Regions from separate parts of the Zea mays genome. Here region 1 is linked to region 2. Evidence: chromatin contacts called from public ChIA-PET data. All regions are on one chromosome and are shown on one strand. The core of a region is the stretch at or near the end of the contact, and the rest is flanking DNA. Distances in the headings are between cores, read along the strand shown. Region 1 holds the start of LOC103633517 (Glycosyltransferase family 61 protein). Region 2 holds the start of LOC100192831 (Uncharacterized protein family (UPF0114)).

Evidence for each region. ChIA-PET counts read pairs in DNA pulled down with a chosen protein or histone mark.
Region 1: an H3K4me3 ChIA-PET map of seedling shows a contact between it and region 2, with 7 times the contacts expected there. The contact joins the promoter of LOC103633517 here to the promoter of LOC100192831 in region 2. A contact is called at or near these places in 2 of 25 Hi-C or Micro-C datasets (ear and tassel) and 1 of 3 datasets of contacts at active chromatin or transcription factors (seedling).

Annotation. Positions count from the first base shown.
Region 1 is chr7:179,946,930-179,950,735 of Zm-B73-REFERENCE-NAM-5.0, forward strand. LOC103633517 (Glycosyltransferase family 61 protein) reads left to right here and starts at 1,331. Exons shown (of 1, transcript NM_001323014.1): 1 at 1,331-3,276. The coding sequence starts at 1,398. The coding sequence ends at 3,011.
Region 2 is chr7:179,749,716-179,753,323 of Zm-B73-REFERENCE-NAM-5.0, forward strand. LOC100192831 (Uncharacterized protein family (UPF0114)) reads left to right here and starts at 2,116. Exons shown (of 5, transcript NM_001138022.2): 1 at 2,116-2,503; 2 at 2,607-2,684; 3 at 2,780-2,879; 4 at 2,985-3,127; 5 at 3,221-3,578. The coding sequence starts at 2,243. The coding sequence ends at 3,439. It overlaps LOC111589737 (a long non-coding RNA gene), which reads right to left. Exons shown (of 4, transcript XR_004851623.1): 4 at 3,480-3,608.

The DNA.
Region 1 (3,806 bases), core at 81-2,580, 200 kb after region 2:
ACCCTGATCCTGGTTGTGAATTCCCTCAGGCTGAGCCTAACACCATCAAAGACAACTTTGTTTTTCTCTTCCACGTTTCCCAACAACACAATAACACAAAAACGTTGAAGTGTAACTCTGGAGTGTCCAGAGGACGCAAGAGGTTGCTCAGGAGAACTTTATCGTGCTCGGGGACGTCGATCCTAAGCCACACCTAGAAGCGCCTTGCGAACTCAAAGCAAAAGAGGGCATGTGTCGTTGTTTCAAGCTTCACCTGACATCAATTCTTTTTGTTAGCAGATTAACTTTGCATTGCATTTTTTTCTTTTCCTACCAACCAGTCGAAAAATTGTACCCTCTATGGAGCTTTGTTGTGCCAAAGAGCACTGCCGGACATTAGGCTCGTCCACTAGAGAGATGGAGTACACTAGGGCGTTTATTTCCTCAAGATCAGTTAGGCGCGACACCAACATGGAGGCGATGCCATCTTCCTTCACATGCCTCACACGAACCTCAAAGTTCTTCACGTGGTTGAGCAGATACATGTATCTTGTAGCAAGATCATTGTCGGCGTACCAGGCGTCACGCCAAAAAAACAGTTGCACGACCATCCCTGACCTGGCATGTCGTTACCGGTTTGTACGTTGGCAACAACCCCCGTAGTACGTCCCAATGCTTCCCTTGTAAATGACCGTTAAAAGTTGCTAAACAGAATTGTATTCATTCGGAAAAGAGGCTATATGTCGGTAGTGCGTCGGTGTTGTACGGGCGTACGGCGCGTGTTGATGTCTCAATCTAACCGACCGTCGTTTGTTGGTTTTTACTTTTAATTGTTAGCTCTAGTTGTTGTTTTTGGTTGTTACACCCTCGTTGGTTATTAAACTACCTAATTTGCGTTCTTTGTTTTCCTAATATAATCAGGAACTTTCATGTCCAATTCGTAAAAAAAAACTATATACACAAGCACTTGACAATAAATTTTACATGCCATAATATTATCCGTAGATATGTCTTCTCAAGAAATGAGTGCAGCGATATATATTTCAATCAGATACGACTGCAAACAGCTGAGGCTAGTCTTGGCTTAATTTTTATGATGTGAAATAAGAGAACTGGGTTGATTCATTTATCTAGAGTGAATGATTGTCGTTATATAAGAAATATATTGCGCGTTTTAATTTTAATTTAGGTGGCAATCAGAGGACCCACTGGATGCACCTCAAAGAGATGTTTGTTCCATCACTGTTGGCTGCGTTTTCCGTGACATAGCATAGTCATCCGCCAACCTCTAACCGCCAATAGTTTCCTATACTCTTCTGCTAAAGCTGAGCCATTTATACCCCCCTCTCCTCTTCTGCTCATAGTCATCCGAGACCGGGAGGCCTTCTCTCTCTCTCTCTCTCTCTCTGGCGACGGCCATGGTGCAGCAACAGCAACACAGAATCTACATCTTGCAGTTCAGGAAGGGCGAGACGGAGCAGGAGGTGGCATGCAAAGTGTCGCAGCCCAAGGGCGTCGGGCGGCGGGTCATGTACTACTACCAGGACTACGGCAGCGGCGGCGGTGGCAAGAGCGGCAAGACGGTGCAACCCAGGGCGCTCGGCGTGCGGCGCTTCTTGGCCATGCTCCTGCTCTCCTTCCTCTGCGTGGGGACGCTGTTCGTGGCGCCCGTGTCCTTCCTCTCCTTCGTGCATAGCGATGAAGGCGGCGCGGCGGCGGCGGCCACGGCCGCGCGCGGCGGGGTGTCCGGGCCGTGCTCGGCCGTGGGGAACAACAGCCTCTGCTGCGACCGCACGTCGGAGCGCGCGGACATCTGCTTCGCGAGGGGGGACTTGCGCATGCACTCGGCCAGCGCGTCGTTCCAGCTCGTGTCCACCGGCAACTCGACGCCGGGGGAGCGGATACGGCCGTACACGCGCAAGTGGGAGGCGAACGTGATGGCGACGATCGACGAGGTGCGGCTGCGCCGCGTGGCCCCCGGCGACGCCGCGCGGTGCGACGTGCGCCACGACGTACCGGCCGTGGTGTTCTCCACCGGCGGGTACACGGGGAACGTGTACCACGAGTTCAACGACGGCATCCTGCCGCTCTTCGTGACGGCGCGCCACCTCCGGCGGCGCGTGGCGCTGGTGATCCTCGAGTACCACGACTGGTGGATGACCAAGTACGGCGACGTGGTGTCCCAGCTGTCGGAGTTCCCGCCGATCGACTTCAGCGCCGACCGCCGCGTGCACTGCTTCCCCGAGGTGATCGCCGGGCTGCGCATCCACGGCGAGCTGACCGTGGACCCGGCGCGGACGCCCGAGCGCCGGGGCATCGGCGACTTCCGCAGGTTCCTGGACGACGCGTACCGCGGCCGCATCGAGTTCCTGGAGCGCCTGGAGCGGCGCGCGGCGCGCAGGCGCCCGCACCGCCACCACCGCGGCGGCGCCTTGGTCCCCCGCGCGCCTCCTGCAGGTCCCCGCGAGGCCGAGGCCGAGCGGCGGCCCAGGCTGGTGATCGTGTCGCGGACGGGGTCCCGCGTGATCGAGAACGAGGCGGACGTGGCGGCGCTGGCGGCGGACGTCGGGTTCGACGTGCGCGTGATCCGCCCCGACCGCACCACGGAGCTGTGCAAGATATACCGGGAGCTGAACGCCAGCGACGCGATGGTCGGGGTGCACGGCGCCGCCATGACGCACTTCCTGTTCATGCGGCCCGGGAAGGTGTTCATCCAGGTGGTGCCGCTGGGCACGGACTGGGCCGCCGGCGCCTACTACGGCGACCCCGCGGCGCGGATGGGGCTGCGCTACGTCGGCTACAAGATCCTCCCCGAGGAGAGCTCGCTGTCCCGCGAGTACCCCACGGGCGACCCCGTGCTGACGGACCCCGCCGGCGTCGCGCAGCGCGGCTGGGACGTGACCAAGAAGGTGTACCTGGACCGGCAGAACGTGCGGCTGGACCTTGCCCGCTTCCGGGAGGAGCTCGTCGCGGCGCACCGGTACCTGGCCGCGGCCGGCGGCCGGCGGCGGCGGCCGAGAGCGGCCGAGTGATGCCGTCGGACAGCTAGGTTTAGTCGGTCTCGAGTCTCGATTAACCAACCGCCACCATCTCAATGGACTCATCTCCTCCTCTGCTCTCTGCTCTGAACCTGTGCTGTGCTATAGTTTTCATTCCTACCCATTCTCTCATTTTTTTTCCTTCGGCTATTATACACTGACTTGAACTGACAATTCTTTGCATTAGTTTCTGTGTCGTCGTCGTCCTGTACCTGTGATCCATCCATGGTAAAAAGAAAACACCCAGACCTTGCTGTGCATGTACATGCATACATACATAACTCAACACAAGATCCAGTTACATTAAACATACGCAATGCAGCGTCCAACAAAGAGGGTCACGGTTTTGCTGTGTTCATTATCTGATGATGATGAGACGTGAACTCTGAATGAACCAGACGACAAGTCGGTGCTTGCATTGCAGTTGCCAGTTGCAGGACGACGAAGGCTCGGAACGGCTTCCTCACGCGGCCAGTCGCCGCCACAGCCTTGTAGTTCCGTGTAGGTTGGGTTTTTTTTTTCCCGCCAGGCTGTATGGGTTTGTTGGAACAGACTAATCAGCTTTGGTTAAGCGTCAACAAAAGCCTGCTAGCAGTGGCCGTAAAGCGCCGCCACCCATCGGGGGTGTGCTGGCTGGCTGGCTCTGGCATGGACGGCCCCCTAACGGCACGCACAGTACCACGGCGATGCATCAACCGCACCACCACCTATCGCCGCAACGGAACAGCTTGCTGCCGCTGCCAACAACGACAGTCAGTCAGTCACTCACGCAACAGTGTTTGTCATGGT
Region 2 (3,608 bases), core at 866-3,365:
AAGATTAACGTGCGGATACCGATGTTAGCTAAGGGGTTAACCCAACCAACACTCCTTAACCCATTATCACATGTGGATCACTTAGGAAAAAAGTCACCACATTTTTGGATCAATGCTCTAATTAGGTGCTAACCATCCTAGAGGGTTTTACTTGACCATCTCATAGTAATCAAAGGAAGGGAATTAACCCAAAACACTAAGTTCACCCCTTAAGAGCATAGGAAGCACCAAACATAAGTGATCAAGGAAGCTTATCAAATCGCCTAATCACAAGGTGGACCATTAACAAAAGTTGTAGTTCACTAAACACTTAACAAAAGTTATTGAGGTTTGGACACCAAAAAGGCTTGTCAAAGATCCCTAATCATGTCAAATGTGTGTAAGAGAGGGAAAATCAGGAAATTCATTAACTCAAAATCAATCCTACAACAAAGACCACACATGTTCACTAAGTTATAAGCCTTAAACCAAAGTGATCCAATTACAAAAAGTGTGTCAAAATATCTCAAGTATACCCTACAAAAAATTTCAACCCAAGGTGCCACCGTTTGGCAATGCCATGACATTAGATTTCCCTCGGGATGGAGCAGCTGGATAGATCAGCCTTTCCCCTCCCATATCTTACACACCAATGAATCAAATCTCTCAGCCCCCATACAAAAGAGTTATCTTAGGATGTGAAGAAGACGCCATGTACAAAAATCTTGCCGAGATCAAGCTTGGATTTGTGACAGCACACGTGAGAAAACGAGCTCAAGCAAATCGGCCATGTGTTTGACACTGGCTGGCATGCCAGTGCGCAGCCAAACCAGTGCCCCGTCGTGCAAGCACCTCGCGCGCCTCTAAAGCCACCCTATGGCCTCAGTTGAACGCAGCTTGACCCCCACCATCATGCCCAAGCAACCTGCCACAGGAAATCGTCGTTCAATCGAGCTTTGCTGCCTGCCATTCTACCCAGAGCACGACCACCGTGGCCAGAGCTCATTGTGCCTCCCCAGCCCAGCCCAAGCCCGCCATGAACTTCCATGTGGCACAATGAAGCTCGCCAACCAACTCTCTCGGTCACTACCCCGTTACATTGGTGAGCCACCACTCACCAGAGCAACACTTCCCCTAGTGAACGTGGACTCGCACCTACAGTCCACCCCATCAAATTTTGCTCGCACATAGCACCATCGTCTTTTAGTGAAGCTCCCCGTATGCAATACATGAGATATATATTAGAAAATCCTTGATAAAAGGCCACTACGAGTCATCCTAGGAATTTTTGGGGAAATCACTAAGACCTTATCTAGATCATAGGGAAAGTAACGAAAATGACAATAGCCACTGTTACATAGGTGATTATGGTTAAGTACCCTCTGTGCACTAAAAATTGTTATTTTCGTTCGGAGTAGAGAAATGTGAAAGCCTTTAGTAACCAGTAGGAAGTTATTAACTGGTTTTGACCCCAAATTCATGTGAAACCCTTTAGTAACCAGTAGGAAGTTAATGTAATTTTATCATCTTAACACGTAGAGAAATGTGAAAAAAAATCATAAAAAAGTCTAAAATACAAAAAAAAAACGGCCGTTTGGAATGGGGAGCCGTGGGGGTTGTTACTGTGCGCGCGCGTTCTTGCATCTGTAGCCCTTCTCTGTACACACGTGCTGCACGCCCAATGGTACAGGTACACACGAGCTGGCTTTGCTCTCGTCCACGGCTCCGGCCTCTGTGTGGGGGCGCAGTGTGCAATATGCATTTGCTGGCCTTGGTCTGTCCCCAAAACGATGCCGTCGTCTTCGTCGTCTCATCCCTTCTAACCGCTTTCGTGTGGGTCCAGACTCCGGACCCACCCCGCCGGCAACAAATATCTCTCTGCACGTGCTCGCCGCTCAGCCAGAACAGTCCATCGACGGTGGCAATGTCACATGCACCAACTCCAAGCTGCAGTACAGACTCGCGAGTCGCGACCCGCTCCTCTCAGCTCTCACGCACGACTCTTCACGTGTAGTGTATTGTATATAGTAGAACCAACCAACAGTGGGAGTGGGACACACCCGACAGTGACACCAACCACGAGGTACATCCCCTCCTGCGCTGCCCGCTGCCCGCCTCTCCTTCAGATCGCCGCCTCGCAGTCGCACAGTCGCACTCGCTCCACTTCCATTCCCAGCGACCCCGCCCGCCCGGAGGCGTCACACCTGCACGCTGCGGCAGCAGCCAAGCCTCTCTCGTGCGGCAAGCACCACACAGACACCCGATGGCGCTCCTGCTGCTGCGCGGCTGCGCCGCGCCGCCAGCCGTCCACGCGGCCCCGGCGGGGTCCCGGCTGCTCCCTCCGGCGCTGCCGCGGCGGCGGCTCGTGGCCGTCGCCTCTTCGGCCTCCCCCGCGCCGTCCGGAGAGGTGGCGTCGTCGTCCCAGGACGGCCGCGGCTACGGGACCGTGGGCGGGCCCAACGGCCACGCCATCGCTCCCGCCACAGTCACCAAGTCCACCGCCGTCGAGACCACCGTCGAGAGGGTACGTGTCCCCGTGACGGCCCCTCACCATCTGCTCCATCCATCACCCATGCCCGTCTGACGCGCGCGGTCGCTGCTGCTGTGCTGTGCTCTGCTCTCCGCAGGTGATCTTCGACTTCCGGTTCCTGGCACTCCTCGCCGTCGCCGGGTCACTCGCCGGCTCCGTCCTGTGCTTCCTCAATGTAAGCGACATGGTCTTGCATGCTTTGCTACTGCCACTCTCCACACCAAGGTTATTATTAATGGATCTGGTTATCTGACGCATACTCGTGACCAGGGCTGTGTCTTCATCAAAGAGGCGTACCAGGTTTACTGGTCGAGCTGTGTCAAGGGGGTTCATACGGGGCAGATGGTCCTCAAGGTCGTCGAGGCCATCGGTGAGGTGTTTGTTTGTTCTTGTAGCTGACCTCTGTTCAGCCAACTAGCGTCGTCAGTTAACTGTTCCTTTGCTGGTACACTTGTGCAAGCACGATCTTCTGCAGATGTGTATCTTGCTGGAACAGTCATGCTGATATTTGGGATGGGTCTCTACGGCCTCTTCATCAGCAACGCTCCCGCGAGTGTTGCTCCTGAATCCGACCGTGCCCTGAGCGGCTCGTCGCTGTTCGGGATGTTCGCTTTGAAGGTAGCTCTCAGGAATTTGAAATCTCAAACACTTCTCTGCAAGTAACCTTTTGAATCCTTTAGCAATACGATAAATCTTTTGTTCATCATGCAGGAACGCCCGAAGTGGATGAACATCACCTCGCTTGACGAGCTCAAGACAAAAGTGGGGCACGTCATCGTGATGATTCTACTTGTGAAGATGTTCGAGAAGAGCAAGATGGTGACGATAGCCACGGGGCTGGACCTCCTCAGCTACTCGATCTGCATCTTCTTGTCATCAGCTTCTCTCTACATCCTGCACAATCTTCACAAGGGCGACCATGAGGAGTGACGAGAGTGAAATGCCGAATTTGTAGCCTAGAGAGAGTTGATGGTGTTGTCCAATAATCAATACTGGATTTTTAAGACTCTCTTCAACGGTCTTCTCTTCATAAAATATAAAATGAAAAATATATGATACAATTTATCTATATCAGAAGACCGAATCACGAATAGACACA